Linked DNA regions of Zea mays: all the other regions are linked to region 3. Evidence: chromatin contacts called from public Hi-C data. All regions are on one chromosome and are shown on one strand. Each heading gives the region's core, a stretch centred on a gene start, on an enhancer-like site or on the middle of the called end of the contact. The rest is flanking DNA. Distances are from core to core; before and after follow the strand shown. Region 1 holds the start of LOC103641126 (transcription factor GTE7). Region 2 holds the start of LOC542115 (glyoxylase 1). Region 3 holds the start of LOC103641124 (pentatricopeptide repeat-containing protein At3g59040). Region 4 holds the start of LOC103641122 (pentatricopeptide repeat-containing protein At5g66500, mitochondrial).

Region 1 (6,359 bases), core at 85-2,584, 200 kb before region 3:
ATTCCGCTGGCTCTTCTTTAGAGCTTTCCTCCAATTGACCACAAATCGATCAAGCTCCCATAGGGTCTCGATATCCAGCTCATCGAAATCAAGCTCCACAACCTCCCCCGACAATGCTGGATCTCTGTTCCTCTTCTGCACAATCTGCAGCACATTCAGCACCTTGTCCTCAGGCAGGTTCTCAATCTCCACCCTCAGCTTCTGCTTCTCCTCCTCATCCATCTCCCTCTTGTTTGGCTGCCTAGCCTTGGGCTTGGGCCTCCTCCCACCCCACATCCTCAGGGGCGCTTGCACTGGCACAGAAACTGGGAGTTGCGGTGGTGGTGGTGGTGGCAGCAGATCAAGCTGCATTGGCGGCTCGAGCTGCTGGCGCTGCTGCTCGAACCACGAGACCGCCTCCTTGTACATCCCCTCAAACGTGGCGAGGAGGTCGCCGGCGTACCTGTGCACGTGGTGGTCGGGAGGGTTGTACCGCAGCGCGTTGTTGAAGGTCAGCCGGACGTCGCCAGCGAACGCCTCGTGCGAGGGGTACCGGCCAGCGGTGAGGTTTTGCTTGACGGTGCCGAGATCCATGGGGCTCCGAATGATGGCGCGGTAGTCGTGCAGCTTGAGGCCCTCCACGTCGACGGGGGAATTGAACCACACGCTTTTCTTCGATCTCCGCAGCCGCGTCAGGATATCCGCACATCGCCTCCGCATCGCCTCCACCAGCGCCGGCGGCGGGGAAGAGCGGCGCGCGGGAGGCTCCGGCTCGGGCTCCGGGCCCCGGCGACGCCCGTCCTGCCACGAGTCGATGCGGGAGACGAAAGCGCGGACGCGGCCAAGCTCGCCGGTGAGCCGCTCGCGGAGATGACGGGCCTCGGCGGGTGTCAGTTCCGACGGCCTGAATTTCACGTGCCTTAAGGGCGACGGCAAGGGCTCAGCCGCGACAGCCGAACCGGCCCGCGGCGCCGGCGGCGAGCCACTGACGATAGGGTTTGGTCCCGGGCGGTAGCGCCTAGGGTTAGGATTGGAGGATGGCTTGGGCATGAGGGGGGCGCGGGCGCCGCCCCAGTGGCGGTGGTGCGGGTGTCCGTGGTGGACCTCATCCCGGCCGGCGAGGACGGCGGAGGTCATCGGCGGCTTCACGCGATCTCACTATCTCCGTTGCATCGCTTCGTGGGTCTGGCTGGGCCTGGGCTTCGCGAGCTCTCGGGCTCGGGCGGGATCCGTTCGGCAAATGTTGGTTGGGGTCTTGGGGACTTGGGGTGCTGAGGACGAGGTGACGAGGGGTGGGGAGATGTGGAAGCGTGCTACGTGGAGGCCATCTGAGGACCGGCTCTGGACTGGTCGAGTTGTGTGGTGGTTTGCAGCTGTGGGCGTCGTGGACTCGTGGGGCCGGAAATGAGACACAAAAGGTGAGTATGCTGGTTTCCCACTCGAGTTTGGGCCTTGGACCAAAGGAATTATCATGGATTCAGATGTTGGACATCCGAATTATCGATATTTTATTCATTTAAAATGCTAATATGAATATTTGTATTTAATTTTAATATAGATATTAAAAGGATATGTCCGAATTTGATTTATAGTTTTTTCTCTACCCGAATCTAGATTCATATTCGATAAAACCGTAGAATATCCAATATTATCCATATCCGAGAATAAAAAAGATTCCATAAAACCATTAGAATTCTACTTTTATACTAATTACAAATTACAAATGATTTTATTTTTCATATTATGCTAGAAAAATTATGTACACCATTTAAAGTATTAAAATATGTATATGCTAAATAAATAATTATAGTAATCTTGTATTACTAGTGATATAAAATGATAAAATTAATTAATATTAAAAAAATAATTGTAAATACATGGGATTTTTTTGAGTCCAAGATACAAATATACCTAGTATAATAAATATTTAGAATCCAAAATACCTAATCAACTACAACTCTCCATTTTACAATATACAGATTAATTTGTTCGTTATTTTTATTTAAATTTCGGTGCACACACTCATATACTTCATTCATTTTGGAATGACATATTTAAATTTATTTACATATTAACTATTTATAAAAATTAAATGAATCGCTAGATATCTATTTATAGAGATTGTAAAATAATATGTAAATGTGGTCAAAGCTTGACATATATTTTTAATGTTAAATTAGGTATGTGCTACTGCATTGCGACGGGAGTAAAAAAAATTGTATAAAACATAGATACAGAAGAACAAACATCACTATGATATGCAAAATCCGTGTGGCAAACATTATCAATATCGCATAAATTATTTCTAAAGAGTTAATATAGAATTGGTCGACCGATCCGCCTAGTCGGCGGAGTTGGACACCTTCCGGAGCATAGCCCGAGATGTCGTCGGGTGAGTCATGACTGTGTCTCCCGCCCGTGGTTGGCCTTGGGCGAGTCGTGACTGCGTCTCCGGCTCGGGGATGGCCTCGGGCGAGTCGTGACTGCGTCTCCGGCCCAAGTGCGGCCTCGCACGAGGCGTGACTACATCTCCCACTCGATGGTGGCCTCGGCGAGCCGTGACTGCATCTCCCGAGATGAGACTGTGTCTCCCGCAAAAGGGCAGCCTCATGCGAGCCATGACTATGTCTCCTGCCCGAGGGTGGCCTAAGGCGAGCCGTGACTGCGTCTCCCCCCCCCCCCGAGGGTGGCCTGAGGCGAGCCGTGACTGCGTATCCCGCTCAAGGTTGGCCTCGAACGAGCCATGACCGTCTCCCAAGCCGTGACTGTGTCTCCCGCCAGAGGGTGGCCTCGGGCAAGCCGTGACCATTTCCCGAGCCGTGACTGCGTCTCCCGCCTAAGGGTAGCCTTAGGCGAGGCGTGACTATGTCTCCTGTAGACGTTAGCCTCGGGCAAGTCGTGATTGTGTCTCCCGAGCCGTAATTGTGTCTCCCACAGGAGGGCAGCCTCAGGCGAGGCGTGAATGCGTCTCCCGCCAGGGGTTGGCCCCGGGCTAGTCATGACCGCTTCTCCCGACCAAGGGTGGCCTCGGGCTTGCCGTGACTGTGTCTCCTATCCAAGGGCAGCCTCGAGCGCGCCATGACTATGTCCCCCGAGTCATGACTGTGTCTCCCGCCTGAGGGAGGCCTTGGGTGAGCCGTGTCTATGTCTCCTACCTAAGGGAGGCCTCAGGCGAGCCATGACTGTGTCTCCCGCCCTAGGGTGGCCTCAGGCGAGCCATGACTACATCTCCCGACCGAGGGAGGCCTTGGGCGAGCTGTGACTGTGTCTCCCGCCCAAGGGTGGCCTCGGGCGAGCTGTGAACATCTCCCAATGACTGTGTCTCCCGCCCGAAGGTGGCCTCGGATGAGCCGTGACCGTCTCCCGAGTCGTGACTGCGTCTCTCGCCCGAGGGTGGCCTCGGGCGAGTGATTGTGTCTCCCCTAAAGGTTGGACTCAGATGAGATGTGACTGCGTCTCCCGCCCGAGGACAACACTGGAGAGGCATGACTGCGTCTCCTGAGCTGTGAATGTGTCTCCTGCCCGTGGGTAGCCTTGAGCGAGCCGTGATTGTGTCTCCCGCTCGAGAGTGGCCTCATGCGAGCCATGACCGTCTTTCGAGCCATGATTGTGTCTCCCGCCCGAGGGTGGCCTTAGGCGAGGCATAATTGCGTCTCCAGCAGAGGTTAGCCTCAGGCGAGTCGTGACTACCTCTCTTGAGCCAGGACTATGTCTCTCGCCAGAGGGCGACCTCGGGCAAGCAATGACTGTGTTTACCACTCGAGGGTAGCCTTGAGCAAGCCGTGACCATCTCCCGAGCCGTGATTGTGTCTCCCACCCGAGGGTGGCCTCTAGCAAGGCGTAACTACGTCTCTCAAGCCATGATTGTGTCTCCTGCCTGAGGGCAACCTCAGGCGAGGCGTGAATGTGTGTCCCGCTCGAGGGTGGCCTCGAGCGAGCCATGACCGTCTCCCAAGTCGTGACTTTGTCTCCCACCCGAGGGTGGCCTTAGGCGAGCCGTGACTGTGTCTACCGTGGAGGTTGGCATCGAGCGAGTCGTTTCTGTGTCTCCCAAGTTGTAAATGTGTCTCCCACCTGAGGGCGGCCTTGGGCGAGCTGTGACTGTGTTCCTCACTCGACGGTGGCCTCGGGCGAGTCGTGACTGTGTATCTCGCTCGTGGTTGGCCTCGGGCGAGTCATACCTGCGTCTCCTGCCTGAGGGTAGCCTTGGGCAAGCCATGACTGCGTCTCCCTCCCAGGGTTGTCCTCGGGTGGGCCGTGACTGCATCTCCCGCCCGAGGGCGGCCTCGGGCGTGCCATGACTACGCTCCCGAGGCGTGACTATGTCTCCTGCCCGAGGGTGGCCTCGGGCGAGCCATTGTTGCATCTCCCATCCGAGGGAAGCCTAGGGTGAGCCGTGCCTGCGTCTCCCTCCCGAGGGTGGCCTCGGACGAGCCATGGTCGTCTCCCAAGCCATGACTATGTCTCTCGCCTGCGGGTGGCCTCGAACGAGTTGTGACTGCGTCTCTAGCCCGGGGATGGCCTCAGACGACTCGTGACTGCATCTCCCACCCGAGAGTGGCCTCGGGCGAGTTGTGTCTGTGTCTCCCGCCCGAGGGTGGCCTCGGGCGAGACGTGACTGTGTCTCCCGAGCCGTTACTGTGTCTCCCGCCCGAGGGTGGCCTTAGGCAAGGCGTAATTGCGTCTCCTACCCGAAGGCAGCCTCGGGCGAGCCGTCACTACGTCTCCTGCCTGTGGTTGGCCTTGGACCGGTCGTGACTGTGTCTCCCGCCTAGGGGTGTAAATGATACGGATATTATCCGAGCATCCAACCGTCCGAAGAGGCTAATTATCCGACTGGATAGTTTTTCGGATATCTACATAATTTTTGGATTTCGAATTCGGATTTGGATAGTATAGTTAGGATATCGGATACGGATATGAGATGATTGATATTTGTTGGATTTTGGATATCTGGATATCTTCTCAGATACCTGTTCGGATTTCAGATTTCGGATATCCGAGCATCTTCCTAGATATCTTACCAGATTCCAGATATTCAAATAGTTACATGTGGAATCGCCCTAAATATCCAAGTTTCAACATAATTAATACTTCACTTTATCATTTTCATATGGGGTCTGCCACCATCCAAAGGGATCATTCGATGGACCAAATCCTAGGTGACATGAGCAAGGGAGCAACTACTCGTTCACGTATTGCTAATTTTTGTGAGCACTACTCCTTTGTTTCTTTTATTGAGCCTCTCAGGGTAGAAGAAGACTTGCAGGATCTAAATTGGGTGATGGCAATGCAGGAAGAGCTCAACAACTTAAAGAGAAATGAATTTTGAAGCTTGGTGCTATGTCCAAAGCAAAACGTTGTGGGAAAAAAGTGGGTGTTCCGCAACAAGCAAGATGAGTACGGGGTGGTGACAAGAAACAAGGCCAGACTTGTGGTAAAAGGTTATGCCCAAGTCATAGATTTGGATTTTGAGGAGACTTTTGCTCCTATAGTTAGGCTAGGGTCTATCCGAGTATTATTAGCCTATGTTGTTTACCATTCTTTTAAGTTGTGTCAAATGGACGTGAAGAGCGTCTTCCTCAACGGGCCAATCAAGGAGGAGATATATGTGGAGCAACTTCTTGGCTTCGAGGATGACATGTACCCGAACCATGTGTATAAGCTCTCTAAGGTGCTCTATGGACTTAAGCAAGCCCTAAGAGCATGGCATGAATGCCTTAGAGATTTCCTTATTTCTAATGCTTTCAAGATCGGGAAAGCTGATCCTACTCTTTTCACTAAGACATATGATGGTGATTTGTTTATATGCCAAATATATGTCGATGACATAATATTTGGTTCTACTAATCAAAAGTCTTGTGAGGAGTTTAGCAAGGTGATGATGAAAAAGTTCGAGATGTCTATGATGGGGAGCTAACATACTTTCAAGGTAAAACAGCTCAAGGATGGCATCTTCATCTCCCAATCGAAGTACACGCATGATTTACTTAAGAGGTTTGGGATGAAGGACACAAAGCCCATCAAGACAACGATGTGAACAAATGGACACTTGGACCTCAACACGACAGGTAAGTCCGTAGATCAAAAAGTATACCGATCTATGATAGGTTCCTTGCTTTATTTGTGTGCAAGTAGACCGGATATTACTCTTTCCGTTTGCATGTATGTTAGATTTCAATCCCACCCCAAGGAATGTCACCTTGTGGCCATAAAGCGAATTCTTCGATATTTAGTTCATACACATCACTTCGGGCTCTGGTATCCTAAGGGGTCTACCTTTGACTTGATTGCATACTCAGACTCCGATTATGCCAAGTGCAAGGCTGATAGGAAGAGCACATCAGGTACTTGTCAGTTTCTGGGAAGGTCCCTCGTGT
Region 2 (6,193 bases), core at 3,188-5,687, 170 kb after region 3:
AGCGGAGTTCGCCGTCTTCCGGGGCTTAGCCCGAGTCCGAGCCCTTGGTCGGGCGGAGCGGAGTTCCCTATGGTGCCTTTGGCAGGGCCTGACTGCCTGTCAGTCTCACTCTGTCAGGTGACACAGCAGTCGGAGCGGCGCAGGCGGCACTGTCCTTCTGTCAGGCCGGTCAGTGGAGCGGCGAAGTGACGGCGGTCACTTCGGCTCTGCCGGGGGGCGCACGTCAGGATAAAGGTGTCAGACCACCTTTGCGTTAAATGCTCCTGCGATTTGGTCGGTCGGTGCGGCGATTTAGTCAGGGTTGCTTCTTAGCGAAGGCAGGGCCTCGGGCGAGCCGGAAATATGTTCGCCGTCGGAGGGGGGCCTCGGGCGAGACGGAAATCCTCCGGGGCCGGCTGCCCTTGTCCGAGGCTAGGCTCGGGCGTGGCGTGATCGAGTCGCTCGAATGGACTGATCCCTGACTTAATCGCACCCATCAGGCCTTAGCAGCTTTATGCTGATGGGGGTTACCAGCTGAGAATTAGGAGTCTTGAGGGTACCCCTAATTATGGTCCCCGACAATATATATATATATATATATATATATATATATATATATATATATATATATATCCGCTTCTATTCTATCCTTGTGATATGCATGTTTTAGAGTTCAACATTTTTTATTAATCTACTAGAAAAAAGGTTATCCACACAATGCAAATTCTAAGTACCTAGTGGCTAAATATAATATCACATGTAATTTGAGACAAACAAATAAATATAGCACATGCACTTTATCAAATTGACACAATGGTCGTCAATCACAAATACATCCATCTATGCACTATATCAAATTGAGACAAACAAAACAATATATCACATGCACACCTATAAACAAACAAATAAATAAATGTGACCTTTGCCGGGGAGCGGCGGGGCAGCGCGAGGATGGCGGGGAGGGGCGACGACCGTGACGACGTGAGGATGGCAGGGAGGGCGGCGACCGTGGCGGCGTGAGGACGACGGGGAGGGGTGGGGCGGCCTGAGTATGGCGGGGAGGGGCGGCGCGGCAGCGGCCGGGTGGCGTGCGCACGGCGAGGCGGCGTCCGGGCGGCGAGCGGCGGGTGAGAGTGGTGAGATTGAGAGAGTGAGAGGAAAGAGTGCGGCGGCACTCGGTTTACTGCCAACGAAACAGTCTTTGCCGAGTGCCAGATCGCGGGCACTCGACAAAGATTTTTTTTAATTAAAAAATACACTTTGCCGAGTGCCCCGGATCCGGCACTCGGCAAATACCTCTTTGCCGAGTGTCCACTGAGAGGCACTCGGTAAAGCGTGTCCTTAGTTTTTTTGCCGAGTGTCGCCCGGGGGACACTCGGCAAAGATTATTTCATTGTACTTTGCCGAGTGCCGCCCATTTGACACTCGGCAAAGGCTTCTGTGCCGAGTGTCATCCTTGGACACTCAGCAAAGTATATTTTTATTTTTTAATTTTGACAACCAAACTTTTTGTGGTATGTTCCTACACTATGTAGACCTACATGTACCATTTTGAGACAATTAGAAAAGTATTTTCTATAGCTAGTAGATTTAGTTCGTTTATTTGAATTTCTTCGAAAAATTCACATTTGAACTGCAAGTCACTCGAAACTTAGAAAACCGTGCATGCAAACATAGTATCTATGCTATTTAGCACAAGTTACGACCGATTTCATGAGCAGACCAGAAACTTCGAGCACCATGCTCACTCAACATGGTCGTGAACTTGTCATCGAGTTGTTTAAAAATTGTATAAAACACAAACAAAGTCAAAAAATCATGAAACTTGTCCTCTGGAGATGATATCATATGTAGAGGCTGTGATAAAAATTTGAGAATATTTTTGAGAAAGTTGTGGCGTACTATGTGTAGAAACCTAGGAGAACTACATTGAAACTCTATGATTTCATGTGTAGTTCTCCTAGGTTTCTACACATATTACGTCTCAACTTTCTCGAAACTTTCTAAAATTTTTATCATAATATCTATATATGATATCATGACACGTGGACAAGTTTCATGATTTTCTGACTTTGTTTGTATTTTATACAATTTTTAAACATGTGGATGGCAAGTTCACGTCCATGTTTAGTGAGCATGTTACTCGAAGTTTTCGGTCCGCTCCTGGAATCAGTCGTAACTTGTGCTAAGTAGCATGTATATCATTTTTGCATGCACGGTTTTTCAAGTTTCGAGTGACCTGCAGTTCAAATCTGAATTTTCCGAAGAAATTCAAATAAACGAACTAAATCTACTACCGATTGAAAACTCTGTTATAATTGTCCACAAATGATACATGTAGGTCTACATATTGTAGGAACATACCACAAAAAGTTTGGTGGACAAAATTTAAAAAATAAAAATATATTTTGCCGAGTGTCCACAGAAGACACTCGGTAAAGAGTTCTTTGCCGAGTGCCGACCCTCGGCAAAGGCTGACGACCATCAGCTTTAGAACGGCCGCTGATGGCCCTTTGCCGAGAGCCACCTTTGCCGAGTGTTTGCCACTCGGCAAACTTGTCTTTACCGAGTGTATTTCTGTACCAAGTGTCCTGCACTCGGTAAACGACATCGTTACCGAGTGCAGGACTTTGCCGAGTGCGGCTCTCGGCAAAGAAGTCTTTGCCGAGTGCCCGACAAAAAGCACTCGGCAAAGACTCGGATTCCTGTAGTGGTAGTGCTGGCCCGGCCCGACACAATTGTATTTTTTATTTTACAAAAAAACGTATATACATATATACAATTTATATTCAATATTAAAAATATTTGATCATTATGTTCTACTGGTTAAATAGCTTTACTCATTGTCTTTCGCCCTTCTTACATCAAGGCATGGGTTTAAACCCCATCTTCTACATCGTTTTTAATATTTTACGCTGATTTAATAAAATAGACGGACAGGCTAACAGGCCGGCCTGACACAGTCAGCAGGCCGGCACGACGTGCATGGGCCAGAGCTGTGGCCCGCGGGCGTCTGGCCCATGCCGGCCCGCCGTTTGGCCATCTATAGGCGTGCAACGGGTTAATTTGAAATGGCTCTAAGGGGTTATTTGTAAAAAAATGACGCGGGATAAAATGGACAGATAGGCTAACAGGCCGGACTGACACAGTCAGTAGGCCGGCATGACGTGCATGGGCCAGAGCTGTGGCCCGCGGGCGTCTGGCCCATGCCGGCCCACCGTTTGGCCATTTATAGGCGTGCAACGGGTTAATTTGAAATAGCTGTGAGGAGTTATTTTTTAAAAAAATGACGCGGGACGACCGTTGAAACTGATGCTCTATACATTAAGGTGTCGTTTGGTTCACGAAATGTAACTTAAATGACAATAGTAACGATTCACACTCGAATACCGGCGGTAACAAATTTGAATAAGTCAATATTCATTTGTAGTGTGGTATCGATTACGATTGGACTTAAACAAACATTATTTAACGTTATCGATTACCCATTACATTACTAATACGTGAATCAAACGGCACAATTGTTTGACTTGAAACGTGCTGCTTGCGGTGTCAGCCCGCCCCCAACCGCCATCTCGATCGCTCAGCACGTTGTTTTCTCACAATATGCATGCTGCCACACCGGCCTGCAGCCATATATCCATGTATATAGCTGCAATCCAGCTGCCATTATATCTATCTGATGGTGTCATGCATGCACTTGATTGATTTGCTGTTGATAGGCGATTCTATAAACAAGGTCTTGGAGGCTCAAGTTGCCAACAACCCAGCAGCCATCATGTCGCGCAGGCTATACCAACACGCAGCGGTGATGTCTGCTTGGGCTCCGGCTGCCTATACGCTCGTCTTGCTCCTGTATCTTCTAGCAGGTGCTGTCGTCACTGCTAAGACCAACAATGGTGTTGATCCTGGTCCTAGGCAGCAGGAGCCCTCTATGCCCGTGGACTCCAGCGGTGACGAAGCCCTCTCTGCGTTGACCTGTACGTTCGCGCGTATTTGTAGCAGGATCCATATTATTTTTGTTTTCTTACAATAGTTAGCTAAGCGCTGTTGTGTTCATGAGGCTATCTTTGTTCATCCCACCTTATATATTTTAAAAAACTCCACTCCTACAGTCTGAAGCGAAAGGCAATGTTTTAGGCCATAGTTAGTTTTTTTAGATAGATTATCTTTATAGTATATATTTAGGCACAATGTATAGATATAATCATATAAGTACATGAAAGAAATCTAAAAAACCAACTTTGTACCTTCTCCATCTATATTAGTAGTTGCTTTATATAAAAGAGAAAACATTTTTTTAATAAATCCTTCTCTTTTCAAGACAAGAGAGAAAATAATAATTAAAAAAAAGCAGTGAACCTTCTCGCGCTCGGCAGTTGGCAGTCCTGTCCTGTGGACCGTATGACGTGTTTATTTATGGGCGGCGCCTTCGTCTCCACTCCCCACCGGAGGAAGGAAGCGAGAAGACCAGAAGGTGAGAAGAGAGAGAGAGAGTGTGTGTGATCGGTACAAGGATCACCGCTGTGCCTGCGCGTGCTGCTTCACCGAATCGAGTCAGATCCTGTCCGAATCCGAGCTAAGGTCAGCGTCAACCTCCGAATCCATGAACTCCTCTGCCGCCATAGCACCTGGTCGCGCTGGGCCCTGGCCGGCTGGACGCCCGACCTGGCCACGGCGCGATTTCCGCTGCCCGGCTAGGGCTGCCCGCTGACCCCCGCCCGCCTCCGCCTGGCCGTCTGGCCGCCCCCCGCCTGGTCACCTAGATGGCTGGCCGCGCCCCTAGATTTGGGTTCCCATCTTGTTAGGACTCCCATCTTCGTTCATTTTGCTGTGTGTCCGTCGGATAGATGACTAATGCATCCTCAAAGTTCTCCAAGGTGGAGCCTTGCATCTTTGTGTGTTTGATTTGGTTGAGCTGCAACCCGTGCTGCTGTCCTTTTCAGCATAAAAAAGATTTAGATGTAGGTTGGCATTCGGATGAAAAATGAACCGTGAAAAAAAGGAGATCCATTCACCTTGTGTTCTGTCATTTGAGCACGGATCCTTTAGTGTATAGGAAAGCGTGATATTTCTGATAATCTTCTGCTTTTCAGAGAAAAGCTTTGAGTAATTGAGATGTATATTTCTCTACTGAAAGAAAAAGAGGGTTTTTGAAGCAATATGAAAGCCTGATGCTTTCGTTCTTCGTTTTGTTTAAGATCACTTTCCTCCCTTGTTCTTATGAAATGTGCAACTCTTTAATCAGGGATGGCAACCGGTAGTGAAGCCTCGAAGGCAGCTGAGGCTGTGGTTGACTGGCATAAACACGACAGCAAGAGGATGCTCCATGCGGTTTACCGTGTTGGGGATCTGGACCGCACAATCAAGTATGCTGCTGTATTGTAAATGACATTTGCAACACCTGCAGCTATGATTATGCTTTTTTATGTGACATTATATGATTCTGGTAGGTACTACACGGAATGCTTTGGGATGAAACTGCTGAGGAAAAGGGATGTTCCTGATGAGAAGTACACCAATGCCTTCCTTGGCTTTGGGCCAGAGAACACCAACTTTGCAGTTGAATTGACATACAGTATGTTCAGGGACATGTGAAAGTTTTGTTTATGGCACAATTGTTTCACTATGCTACTAATGTTTGCAGTTGCACAATTTGTATGTCAACCTGATAAAAATGTTAGCAATTGATATTTTTTCTCTTTATATGAACTGACCTAATTCTTTCTCTTGGACATTATTTTCGTTTTCTGTAACTTATAATATGGTAATAACTTCACCCTTATTCAACAGACTATGGCGTTGACAAGTATGACATTGGAACGGGCTTTGGGCATTTCGCAATTGCTAATGATGATGTAAGCTTTGTCGATTTGCAATAAGCTATTCATGCTGAAGAATTATGTTTTATATATGATATCGTGGATGCAAATGCAGGTGTACAAGTTAGCTGAGAATATCAAATCCAAGGGTGGTAAGATCACCCGCGAACCTGGTCCTGTCAAGGGAGGATCCACTGTTATTGCCTTCGCACAGGATCCTGATGGCTACATGTTTGAGCTTATCCAGAGGGCTGACACACCTGAGCCTCTTTGCCAGGTCATGCTTCGTGTTGGTGACCTTGAGCGTTCTATCAAGTTTTATGAGAAGGTATTTTCTTTCCTTTTGTAAAGATGGGCTATTCCAAAAGTTAGAGATGCATTTTTTTCTTTTT
Region 3 (6,564 bases), core at 1,872-4,371:
ATATATCTTCATTCTGTATCATAGCAATTTCAGAACTAAATACTGATAATCTGATTGTGCAATTAAGCAGGAAAGTACCTGATCATAAATATTTGAAACTTCCTTGTATTCTGTCTCAAATGACATCAAACTATTAAAAGTGACTGTAGATAGTGGAATTCCTCTCTCCGACATCTGTGCAAATAGCTTACGAGCCTGGGCATAGTCACCAGCTTTCTTGTACATATAAATCATCATGTGAAACATCTTCTGGTCTGGTTTAAAAGAAGTTCTTTTTTCATTAAGAAGGTCTTCAAATATAGCTTCAGCTTCCTTATATTTGTCACCCTGCCACCAAGTACAAATAAATTTGTATGTCCAAAAGTATGAGTTCAGGGCATCGGAAATCATCATAAATATTTTTCTCAAGGGATTAATTATAGGGAAAATTGCAAATACCCTAGTATCCCACTACAAGATAAATAGTTACATTTAACAATCCACATCTCTTCTCTTGTTTCAAATTCACGCCTGGGGGTATTTGATGGAGGAGAATGTAGCTATGGCTTGCTGATCAGTTGAACCCTGTTCAGAGTTGATTTCTTGAGTTGGTGCTAGGGTTAGCGTCTCCGATGGTGGTAGATGAGATAAATTATAAGGCAATTCCTGGTAATTTCATGTTATTAGAGTGCAATATTTGTTTTGGTTTCAATTCGAGTGTGCTTTATGTAAGCAAACTTCAGTTTAAATTTCAATTTTGCACTGTATATGTCCTGTCCAAGGTGTGGGATTGCAATAGCAGAGATGTGGGGTGGTAAACACTAAACAGAACCTCACAATGACTGTTCTATAACAATTATTATTATAAAAAGGATCCACAAACTTGTAAATATCTACATGTAAATTTATATAAAAAACAGAGTTATTGTTTGTTCTAGTTGGAATTGATAGAGGAAGTTGAATAATGGGCCAGTTTTCATCTATTTTTAATTGTTACATCATTCAAGTATAATGTATAGATAATATATGCCAGCTATATACCGACCTCAACTAAAGATTTCAAAATAATTTGATATGTCACAGGTGATGGTTGAGGGCCTGATGTTTGCATCCTACGGAATACTGCTTCAGCCTTACGGTACTGCTTCCCTCTTCCATAAGCCTCCATCAGACCAGTCTGTGATATAACGCTAGGCTGGTAACCTTTCTTGTTCATGTACTTTAGGACCCTTTCTGCCCTGCTAAAATCCCCCAACTTTCCATAAGCGGTCACAAGCATCAAGAAGTCCATCTCACTGAAGTCCCACCAATGCTGTGTTCTGAGCCATTCAAGAATCTGAAAAGAAAAGGGTACACAAATCAGTATAGAATCCTGAAAGTGGATTATTGTTTTTGTATTAAAGAATCACATCTAGCTGTTTAGTCACCAAGCCAGTTTCTATATGGGTCATCTGGTGCAAGTGAGTATACCTCACTGACAATATTCCACTTTTTCAATTGTTTGAACCGAATAAGAGTCCCAAGAATAACATCCCGTGGAAGTGGCTCTTTCCTGTTTCGCTGGGTCTTCAGAATGGGTACAGCTGATCCCTCCTGCTCTATCTCTCTCATCATTCTCCTCCAATTCATCTGCTCGGTCTCATCAGCACCATCCTTGAAAACTTCTTCTTTCTTTTTCCTTTGCATAAACTTTCTTGTAGCTAACATCCCATGGCAAACCACCTCAAGCCTACAGTTGCTCTTGATCTTCACATTGTATATTGATAAACTAGATGATACTTTTCCTTTGCTGAAACAGTCAAACAGGTTCCAGGCAGAGTTAGGGGGGGCATCGCAGGGAAAAGCACAATGTAACACATTCAAATGCAGGTTAATTTATTGAATATACAGAAGTTACATGACGAAACTGTCTCTTATCTGGAAGTGGACATAACATGATTTTGACAGATCCCTGATTCCCTGTGAACCCTGAATAATACTAAGCAACAAATGACTTCACAGCCCTGGAGACCCCCTACCCCACCCCCACAAAAATGATTCTTTCAGCATGTCGAATGGCAACCTGGATGCTGGGTACAGTATTTTTTTTACCCCATAAATATGACATGAGCAGATATCTTGGAAGAGTCAGTTTAATATTGGAAGTGTAAGTGTCATGGTTGAAGAAAGTGGAAGATCAATGACTACTGTAAATAATCGAATATATCTAAAGTCTGGAACAGTTATAAGCGTACATAACCCACACACAAGAACACAGATTGCACGGAATTTGAGCGCGGCAGAAATTTAGCTTGCAGCCCAGAGATGCGTTGCTAATGCTGTAAAACAACATTTTCTTCTCCACCATAAAGCTATGGGGCTCATTCTGACTGAAATGAACAGTGGAACCATCCCAAATGCTTGTTTGACAAACCATTCATGGCCAAGGCTGAAGGAAGCAGGCCGTCAAGGAGAAGGCCACATTTGTACACCGTGATATTCGCGCGCGCAAGCCGAGCAGACGTCTACCACCAGTCGAATAACACGGAGGCAGCCGCGAATTGGAGACCCACCAGCGGGTCTGGAGGAAATTAAACAAAGTAACGCTCCAAGCCAAATGCTACCAGCTCTAGAGTCTTCCCCTGTGACGCCAATGCCAGCCGCATCCAATCCACTCCCCACCCACGGGACAGTGAAGAGCATAAACATCCCCACCGCGAATCACAACAAACCCGCACCATCGCGGCGCGCGGATAAATTGTTCCTCACCCACGGTCCGCTGAGACGCTGACAGTGACACACTGCGCGCGCAAGGGGACTCGCAGGGAGCAGAGACACGCACCAGAGGCTGGAGGGGAAGGAGAGCGGAGACTGTGACCCAATCGCCGCCGACTCCATAGGGAGCAGGACCGCGGGAGTGAGGGAGGGCGCGGCAGCCTTATCGGCGAGGTGAAGTGTGGAGAACCTCTCCTTCCTCGACTATCTGCTTATAAACCCGGTCTCTCCCCGTTTTGCATCTGTGTTGGGAATGGATGACGACTGACGAGGGAACAGCAGGATCTTTTCTTTTGCTTCTACAAAGAGAGGAGGATAGGGTAATCACGAGACCCCGTTTGGATGTATATATTAGAACACAGAATTATGAATTAGAATCAGCTTTGCTAAATTATGTTGTTTGGTTGTATATGAAATTGAGATTTGGAATAACTAGAAACCGCTCTCCAAATACAAAGTCTCACTCCTCGGTATTGAATGGAATTAGATCGCACAATTTCAAACTCCAATTCAATGACATCCAAACAATAAAATTGGAATTACATCTCATTTTAATATCATGCATGATTTAATATTCAACTCAATTTAGTTCATTCTCTCCAATATCGACATCTAAACGGAGTAGTAAAGAATTCTTCATTTAGAGGTGGTTTGGTGATAAAATAATTGAAGGGATCGGTCCCCTCCAATTCTCTTTTAAACATCGAGAGATTTCCTCACTAGTAGATCCTCTCTAATTCTCTTGTCATCATTTTAAATAGCGAGGATTTTCTCACTCATGGCTCCTCTTCATGTCTCTTGTCACCAAATAAGCCCTTAGAGAACGGGTACGATGCCAATTTAATCCCCACAGGGATCCATATGCTACAAAATCATTCCCCATCGGGTCTAGCAGAATGTGGTATGGTTTTCTATTCTTAGTCCCCAAAACCTGTCAACCCACCCCGTTTGTGTTGTGTCTTAAGGTTGGGTAGGCCCACACTAGCATGCTAGCAGCCTAGCCCAACTCTCAAGGCCCAACGCCCCAACCTGCCCCGCTAGTGAGACCAAGCATGGATCGCCTCATATACTCGTGACCACGTGTTCGCCTATTCAGTTCTGTTTCTTCCTAAATCTCTTGAACTAGCCTCTAGCGCCACACAGTCGCCTTCAGTCCAGCTGCCACCACTCAGCTGTCACTCTAGTGTTGTGTCGCAGTTGTGGAGGGAGCACCAGAGTAGCAGCCGCCACCGCTAGGGGAGCAACAAAGGATGAGCATCCCACGTGGAGGACGAGCAACAGAGGTCGCAACGGAGTTCGAGTAGCCATGCATGGAGGTCGAGCAGTCGCACATGGAGGAACTTGTTATGCACCTACAGAACCGGGGTACATGGTGAAAGGGAAATAGTCTCACACCTTTTCCTAAATAATTTTGGTGGTTGAAATGACCAACACAAATAATTGGACTAACTACTTTGCTCTAGATTATAAGTTCTACAGGTGCCAAGGGTTCACAATAAACCAATACAAAGTTCAAAGAAAGGGTTCAAAAAGAAAGGAGCAAAGCAACCGAAGGCTGCCCTGGTCTGGCGCACCGGACAGTTTCCGGTGCACCATCGGACAGTGTCCAGTGCACCAGGGCGGATTCTCTCCAACTCGCTACCTTCGGGAATTCTGGGAGCCACTCCGCTATAATTCACTGGACTGTCTGGTGTAGCACCGGACTGTCCGGTGTACCAAGCGGAGCAACGGCTACCCGCGCCAACGGTCGTCTGCAACGGCTACAGTGAACAGTGAACAGTGCCGACTGCGCGCGCAGAGTCAAATCAGGCGTCAGATGGCGCACCGGACAGTGAACAGGACCTGTCCGGTGCACCACCGGACTGTCTGGTGGCCCACATGTCAGAAGCTCCAACGGTCAAACCCTAACGGTTGGGTGACATGGCTAGCGCATCGGACAGTGTCCGGTGGCACACCGGACTGTCCGGTGCGCCCTTCGACAGTAGAGTTCCCCAACGGCCATTTTGGTGGTTGGGGCTATAAATACCCCCCAACCACCACACTTCAATGCATCCAAGTTTTCAGCCATCAAACCTCTACAAGAGCTCTAAACTTCATTCCAAGACACAAACAAAGAGATCAAACCCTCTCCCAAGTCCAGAATCACTCCAAACAAATTAGTGACTAGAGAGAGACTTTTGTGTTCTTTTGAGCTCTTGCGCTTGGATCGCTTTTCTTCTTCCTATATTCTTGTTTCCAACACACTTGTAATCAAAACAAGAGACACCAGGTTGTGGTGGTCCTTGTAGTGGACTAAGTGTCCCATTTGATTGAAGAGAAAGGCTCACTCGGTCTAAGTGACCGTTTGAGAGAGGGAAAGGGTTGAAAGAGACCCGGTCTTTGTGACCACCTCAACGGGGAGTAGGTTTGCAAGAACCGAACCTCGGTAAAACAAATCACCATGTCATCCGCTCTTATTTGCTTGTGATTTGTTTTCGCCCTCTCTTTCGGACTCGATTATATTTCTAACGCTAACCCCGGCTTGTAGTTGTGCTTAAACTTTATAAATTTCAGATTTGCCTATTCACCCCCCTCTAGGCGACTTTCAATTGGTATCAGAGCCCGGTACTTCATTAAGAGCCTAACTGCTCGAAGTGATGTCGGGAGCTCACGCCAAGAAGGAGATGGTGACTGACGAAAAGCCCGCCCCAAGCCATGGGAAGGCTCCGTCGGGGGAGTCCGGCAACAAGAATAGGGAGGAGTCACCTCCACGCGTCAAGTCGCACCGGAGTGGCGACAAGAAGAAGAAAATGAAGAAAGTGGTCTACTACGAGACCGATTCTTCGTCGCCCTCCACCTCCGGCTCCGACACGCCTTCCGTCACTTCTAGGCGCCATGAGCGCAAGAAGTTTAGTAAGATCCCCTTACGCTATCCTCGCATTTCCAAATGCACCCCTTTACTTTCCGTCCCACTAGGCAAACCACCAGTTTTTGACGGTGAAGATTATTGTATGTGGAGTGATAAAATGAGGCACCATCTAACCTCACTCCACGCTAGTATTTGGGACATTGTTGAGTTTGGTGCGCAGGAACCATCCGTGGGGGATGAAGGCTATGACTCGGATGAGGTAGCCCAAATCCGGCACTTCAACTCCCAAGCCACTACTATACTTCTCGCCTCTCTAAGTCAAGAGGAGTATAATAAGGTGCAAGGGTTGAAGAGTGCCAAAGAGATTTGGGACGTGCTAAAGACCGCGCACGAAGGAGACGAGGTGACCAAGATCACCAAGAGGGAAACGATCGAGGGGGAGCTCGGTCGCTTCATGCTTCACTAAGGGGAGGAGCCACAAGCAATGTACAACCGGCTCAAGACATTGGTGAACCAAGTGCGCAACCTCGGGAGCACCAAATAGGATGACCATGAAATGGTCAAGGTTATTCTTAGATCACTCATTTTCCTTAACCCTACTCAAGTTCAATTAATTCGTGGTGATCCAAGATATTAACTAATGTCTCCCGAGGAAGTAATAGGAAAATTTGTGAGCTTTGAATTAATGATCAAAGGCTCCAAGAAAATCATCGAGCAAGGCGCCACCTCTACATCCGAGGTGCAACCCGTCGCCTTCAAGGCGACGGAGGAGAAGAAGGAAGAGTCTACATCAAGTAGGCTTCCCATCGACGCCTCCAAGCTCGACAATGAGGAGATGGCTTTAATCATCAAAAGCTTTCGCCAAATCCTCAAGCAAAGGAGGGGGAAAGACTACAAGCCCCGCTCCAAGAAAGTTTGCTACAAATGTGGTAAGCCCGATCATTTCATTGCTAAATGTCCATTATCAAGTGATAGTGACAGGG
Region 4 (6,487 bases), core at 3,934-6,433, 200 kb after region 3:
CTTTTCTTGTCGTAGGGTCACTAAGTCTACTAAATCTAGCTCATAATCACCAGAGAAGAAATGTTCATGAAATTTTTGCTCTAAGTCTCTCCATGACAAAATGGAATTAGGAGGGAGCGTGGCATACCATGTGAATGCAGTCCCTGTTAAGGATAATGAAAATAAACGCACACGGAATGCTTCGGTGTCGGCCAATTCTCCTAATTGTGCTACGAACTGGCCTATGTGCTCACGCGTGCTCTTTCCTTGGTCACCAGAAAACTTTGCAAACTCGGGTATCCTGGTTCCCTGTGGGTATGGGTGGTGATCAAATCGGCTGTCATAAGGCTTCCGATATGATTGCCCCCCAGGGATCATGCTTACTCCGAGCTTATCTCGGAACGCCCCGGCTATTTCTTCCCTCACTATACCAATGGCAGCCGATGCAAGACCACCGGCTCTCTGGTCAAACATAGGTGGGGTTGGTTGCATGTTAGTATGTTGTCGTTCCCCCCATTGGTTTGAGCTACGTGGTGCATTTCCATTTGCCCTATATGGCTCATATGTTTGATCGTTTCTTTCCGGCCTTCTAGGTGGGACCGGAAAGCTTTCCTGGGCTCTGGATCCTGAATTAATGGGCTGGTGCATTGCATAATGTGATGGGAAGTGTTGCTGGGACGGGCGAGGATTCAGGTAATAATCCCCCTCAAAAGACTCATGCGCGGACTGTCCGGATACATACCCGGACCGTCCGTGATTATATGCGAACCGTCCGTCGTTGTATGCGGACCGTCCGACTGGATAGTTTAAATTTGGTGCCCTATGTGGTGGCTCGGGTGCGTGTCTAGGTAACTCATTAAAAATGGGCCCGGCTGTGGCTGACCCGGACGGTCCGCGCTCGCGAGCGGACGGTCCGGACATGTGTAGATCGGCTGGTTTACTGCCGATTTGCGTTTGCTCAGGGTACGTGTCCATCAGCATCCCATAAGGGGGTTGTGACTGGTCGTGACAACCTTTAACCGATGTATTCCGTGTATTATCTCCTAATTCAACCTCGTGTGAAGGAAAATTTGCTATACTAGATTTATCAAATGCACGTACTAGTCTCCTACAATCGTTTTGCATAACCCCTATGATATTTTGCATCTGTTCTCGCTGTTCGTCTATGTAAGCTTTAAGAGATTGGAGTTCGTTGGTGCTACTTACATTTGGGGTAATCGTAGTAGGTCGGAGCGAAGCCAGATCTGTCGCCCGTTGCCGAACGACTTTGTTGTTCCTGTCCACTTTGAAGTCAGCCAGGAACTTCGCCTTTGCTTCTTGGATCAGCTGCTCCTGGCACTCCTCGAACAGGAGCTGTTCTTCAGCCGGCAAGGCTTCCCATGTCGGTGTGATGATATTGCTGGTGGAAACCTCAGAGCTATCTCTTGAATCGGCCATTGAGGGCCGATTTGATAGGTCTATATGTGTTGTCCCCAGCGGAGTCGCCAAAAAGTATGTTGACACCTTTTTGGAGGCGTCAATTACTCAAGAGAACCAGCGGCGGTGCTCTCTGGTCAGGCGCGGACGGTCCGCGGCCCAGGGCCGGACGGTCCGCGACCTGGTGCAAGAGCTCGGTTTCCCTGCCTGACGGCCGGACGGTCCGCACCCTAGGGCCGGACGGTCCGCGCGTGCGCAGGGGCGGCGGAAGATCGCCGACGGCGCCTGGATCTCGCTCCCGGGAGGGACCCCGTCGGGGAGGAGAGATCCTAGGAGTTGTCTAGGCTCGGGTAGACCGACCTAGACTCCTCTAATCGACGTAGAGTCGAGGAGAGGCGGAGAATTTGAGGATTGGAAGGCTAAACTAGGGCTAAACTAGAACTACTCCTAAGATAAAATACGAAATAGAAGTTGTATTGATTCGATTGTTGATTACAAATCGGCCGTATACCTCTCTATTTATAGAGGAGGGGGGCTGGACCCTTTACAAACTAATTTCCGAACTTTTCCCGTGATTTTAGCTAACAACCGTAGCACAAAACTCGGAACCCTAATCTGCTCTGCGCACGCGCGGACCTTCCGGCCCACAGGCGCGGACCGTCCGGACCGCGGATCGTCCGGCCTCAGGGCCGGACAGTCCGCCGGCTCATTTTGGTGTTCAACAGTCATATATTACGTTATTAGAAAATAGATCATATTATTAGAAAATAAAATGTTAGAAATTGTGTATAAAATGAGGATAGGACTCCTATAATTATTTGATGATTTTTGTGAAATATGATCATGTTGGAGCAAGTTTCTTTGTGTTAGAGTTCTATATTTCAAAATACAACCTCATTTAGGAGTTAGGACTTTTGTTAGAGATGCTCTTAAAACCAGCAATATAAGACTTGGAGTCGTTAAACTGATCAAATTATAGTTTCCAAGGGATGAAATAGTTCCTCGCATGATCACATCCATTCCCCTGCATTATTTATGGCTTCCTCGCTTGATCATTTTTATGAAACCAAAATGTAAGGTAGTATTTGGTTTCGGAGCTAGTTAGAATTAAACGGCTCCATCCGAAGGATTTTGGGGAGTCAAAAGGTTCAATATTTGAGCATAATTTTCCATTTTTCGAACTACTCAGTTCTACATGGAATCAATCTAAACAACAACAAATTAAGAGCAGTATGACTCTATTCCACCATACTCTATAACCAAATGCTTCCTAAGAGAACAAAGATTCAATCTCACTACAATCATGCCAAACTGCACAATGGCAGTTCTTTTTAAATGAAATATCAGAAGAGTGTTCATTTCTACTGATATTCTGGGGGTTGGGTATATTGTCCCCGTAGGCCAACAGGAGTCTTTTGTGCGCACTTTGTCCTCACTCATGCGTACCTAAAAAAACTTCTCTGTCGGTCACTCATCCCAAATTGCTTCAAGCCAAGCACACTTAACTTGTAGATTCTTATGAGATAGGCTTCTGAAAAAAAGACACACCTCGTTGGTATGGATACTATATTAATTCTATTAAGTCTTAAGTCCAGATATCACCATTTCAGGGGCCAGGATATCACACATGTACTAGTGTGGAGGGTTCGTTTGGTTGGCTACCATGGTATCCCAACCTTTGACACTCTCCAAATGAGAAATTTGGATTTTTGAAACTTTAAACGTCATGATTCATGCTTTTGTCATTATAACGTTGACTTCGTAGAAATAGGACTGGAAATATGTGACACTTGAGTTTAACGTCATTTTCTGATTTCCTATCTTTTCTAATCTCTCTCCTTGCATTTAGCACCTGAAAGGACACTTATGCCCTTCTGCACCTGCGTGTTTTGTGTCCTATTCTTATGAAGTCATCGTTACAAATAGTAAAAGTGCGAAGCACGATGTTTGAAGTCCCGAATATCCAAATTTATCGTAGCAAATGTTTTCAAGATATGTGCACAATTAGCTTTTAGCCAAAACAGACATGGCTGCTAGCCGCTTCTTTCCTGAGCCCCTTGTCCACTATAATCCTCCGCGATTCATTTGATTGAGGCCATTGTCTCAGAGCAGCATGAAAATTCGATATCAACACATGAATCCCAGGGTTTCGTGGATCAGCCTCCAGCATGCGCACAGCCACCTCCTTTCCTCTTGCAGCATCCACGTTTGCTCTGCACGCGTTCAGCATAGCGACACTGATAGCGCTGGAAGGCTTATTTCGACTTGCGGTTAGAAGACTAGAATACAGATCCCAAGCCTCGTCAACACGGCCTGTACGTCCGAGCATGTCTATCACACATGCGTAGTGCTCCGGCTGTGGATCGATCCCGTACTTGCTCTTCATCAAATGTAGCATGGACTGAGCTTCGTCCACCAGACCAGAGTGTCCGCAGGCTGACAGAACCGCCAGGAATGTGATTGCGTTTGGCAGGACCGTTGGCGCAGCCTCCTCCATTAGCTTAAACAAATCCAAAGCATCAACGCCATGTCCATGGCGACTATAAGCGCCCATCATACTTGACCAGGAGACCACGTTTCTGGTAGCCATCCGGTCGAACACTACGCGCGCAGCCGTCGCCCTCCCACATTTTGCGTACATGTCAATAAGCGCATTGCATGTGATGGTGTCCGAATCAAAGTCGCCACGGAGAGCCTTGCAATGCACCTGCGTACCGTAGGCCAGGTTTGCTGTGGCCGCGCAGGCCGTGAGAGCAGCCGTCAGCGAGATCCCATTGAGCTCCGTCCGCCGCCTCAGCGTCGAGAAGGCGTCACTGAACCGTCCGTTCTCCACGCATCCTGAGAGAACGGCATTGTGCAGGGCAGCGTCCTTCGGGCACCTTGTCAGCACGAACACCCTCATGGCGTCCTCCACGTGGCCACAGCTCATGTAGAGATCGACGAGCGCGGTGGCCACCATGACGTCGGCGTCGGCGTGGCGCGAGACGACGCCCCGCGCGTGGAGCTGGCGGCCGGGGCGGGCGGCGCGCGACGCGGCGCACGCCTTGAGCATGGTGCAGAGGGTGGCGGCCGTGGGCGGGAGCGCGGAGACGGACATGCCGTGGAAGGCCGCGGCGGCCGCCCCCGCGCGCCCGTGGCGGACGAGGCAGGCGAGGAGCGCGTTCCACGCGACGGCGTCCGGCGCGGGCATTTCGTCGAACAGGCGGGACGCGGCGCCCGGGTGCCCCGCGTTCGCGTACGCCGTGAGGAGGGCGGTGGCCGCGACCGGGACGGCGCTGGTGAGGGAGGAGGACTTGAGCAGGGCAGCGTGGGCGGCGGTGGAGAGGCTGGGATGGGAGGAGAGGAGGCGGAGCAGGGTGGGTACCGCGGACGGCCGCGGTGCACGCGCCATCCCGTCGAGCGAAGCGAACGAGTCTCCTCTCCGACTCCGGTGTCCCACTGAAACAGAGCGGCGAGGCCGCAAGAGAGGAGAGGCTAACCCGGAATGAACATGTGATAGCTATCAACCATTCAACCTACTAGTCTACTACTGCTGGACTGTTGTTGAATGCCGCTAATAACACGAGACTGCTGCTAATAAACCCAGCACGTCCGCCGCCTGCCGGTGTGCCCAAACAAGCCGGCGATCCCTCAATCGCGAGATGGCAGTCGGCACTCGGCACCCACCAGCGTGGGAGGAAGACTGCAGGCGGAACAGGATTAGGAGTTGGAGTTCCGAGAGGACTTGAGCAGCCGAGCAGAAGGCACTGTGGATACCGACCGCTGCGTGGCCCTCCCGGGCCAGAACAAGAAACTGTGCCGAGTCGGCGTGTCAGGATAGGAGGACTCAAAACTAAAATTAATTAAGTACCATAATTTATTGTGAAGTAATATTTTGATCATGATCCATTACTACTTGTACCGGCGAGTGAGTGGGTCGATTTGACAAACATCCTGTAAATGACAATCAACATGAAAAAAAGCCACACGTCCTCAAAAATATAGCAAGGTGATCTGATCCTGGAGCCAGCCTCGCTTCTGCTCAAGCAAGCTCTGGAGTCAGACTCTTTCATATTGGGGTATGCAGGAGAAGCAATATATGAACACAAAAACCTTGCCTTCAAATTGTAATCGCATTTCCATGCCCTTGCGGCTTTGCAGGGGGCTGATTCAAGAGTGGCTTTTTTAGCAGCAGTTTCGCCCAACCTGGAAAAAACACACAGAAGCCATGGGAATTTAAAGTCCAATTGCCGAAGCAATTGATAACCGCTGCTTGTAGCCGTTTCAGAAACAGGCAGATAAGCACACAACGAAACGACCCTATTCAACCCAGGGACTACAGCAACAGATGAGCAACGAAACCAAATATATATATAGCGAGCTATAACCTCAATAGCATGCCATATCCAACAGCAAATAATACATCGGTCGCGACTTCAGAGTAGGTGTAGTACAGCAATCCGCGCACACCCCGCAAATAAATATAAATACAACTATAATGAACACAAACAGGGAAAACAGAGCACAATTGAATTTACTACACCAGCTGCACATAACCACTGCGTGCTAAAGTTCATTGGCAATCTTTAGTCCCCAACAAGTACAGATTATTCATCGGTCTTGGATGACCAGGCACCAGACTACTCACTGAAAAAAAAACCCGCCATCACTCTATAAACAGGTACAGTTCTGGAGCTCCAGCATCAACTTATTGTTTCCAGGGCTGCAAGGAGAAGCAAACCATTAAAATCTAAATGAAAGAGACTAATTCCATGTGTGATCATCACATCAACGAGCATGGAAAATTAAATTGCATGATGCATCTGGTCAGGTCATCCAAGTATACAGCACTTCTCAAAACAAGAGAATCTGGAGTGGGGAGTGCACACACATGCTAGACAAAGGGAGATGATGTCCAGCCTCACCAAGCAAAGTACAACATCTTGGCATGCAAACTCTAAGTAGGTGAAATGCGTCAGCCAAATTGGTAAGTGGTAAAATGGGGTTGTATAAATAGACTTCAGATCAGGTCCACAATGGTTCTAACATTGGTGCGCTTTGCAAAATGCATGTTAAGTTCAAAGAAACCGAGACTGAGTTCCTTACACCTTTT

What was found. A called contact is a pair of places that touch in the nucleus more often than the background predicts.
Region 1: a contact with region 3 is called in a Hi-C map of leaf, with 6 times the contacts expected there. The contact joins the promoter of LOC103641126 here to the promoter of LOC103641124 in region 3. A contact is called at or near these places in 10 of 25 Hi-C or Micro-C datasets (bundle sheath, ear, endosperm and 3 more) and 1 of 3 datasets of contacts at active chromatin or transcription factors (leaf).
Region 2: a contact with region 3 is called in a Hi-C map of leaf, with 7 times the contacts expected there. The contact joins the promoter of LOC542115 here to the promoter of LOC103641124 in region 3. A contact is called at or near these places in 6 of 25 Hi-C or Micro-C datasets (ear, leaf and tassel) and 1 of 3 datasets of contacts at active chromatin or transcription factors (leaf).
Region 4: a Hi-C map of ear shows a contact between it and region 3, with 2.9 times the contacts expected there. The contact joins the promoter of LOC103641122 here to the promoter of LOC103641124 in region 3. A contact is called at or near these places in 4 of 25 Hi-C or Micro-C datasets (ear, leaf and tassel).

The regions. Positions count from the first base shown.
Region 1 is chr10:61,528,173-61,534,531 of Zm-B73-REFERENCE-NAM-5.0, reverse strand. It overlaps LOC103641126 (transcription factor GTE7), which reads right to left and starts at 1,334. Exons shown (of 3, transcript XM_008664495.4): 1 at 1-1,334. The coding sequence starts at 1,116.
Region 2 is chr10:61,162,811-61,169,003 of Zm-B73-REFERENCE-NAM-5.0, reverse strand. It overlaps LOC542115 (glyoxylase 1), which reads left to right and starts at 4,437. Exons shown (of 9, transcript NM_001371619.1): 1 at 4,437-4,563; 2 at 5,228-5,348; 3 at 5,433-5,557; 4 at 5,773-5,837; 5 at 5,917-6,129. The coding sequence starts at 5,230.
Region 3 is chr10:61,331,488-61,338,051 of Zm-B73-REFERENCE-NAM-5.0, reverse strand. LOC103641124 (pentatricopeptide repeat-containing protein At3g59040) reads right to left here and starts at 3,121. Exons shown (of 7, transcript XM_008664493.2): 1 at 2,801-3,121; 2 at 1,450-1,768; 3 at 1,025-1,315; 4 at 79-327. The coding sequence starts at 2,856.
Region 4 is chr10:61,132,833-61,139,319 of Zm-B73-REFERENCE-NAM-5.0, reverse strand. LOC103641122 (pentatricopeptide repeat-containing protein At5g66500, mitochondrial) reads right to left here and starts at 5,183. Exons shown (of 1, transcript XM_008664492.2): 1 at 3,340-5,183. The coding sequence starts at 4,786. The coding sequence ends at 3,407. LOC100193069 (V-type proton ATPase subunit D) reads right to left here. Exons shown (of 2, transcript NM_001138235.1): 2 at 5,760-6,097.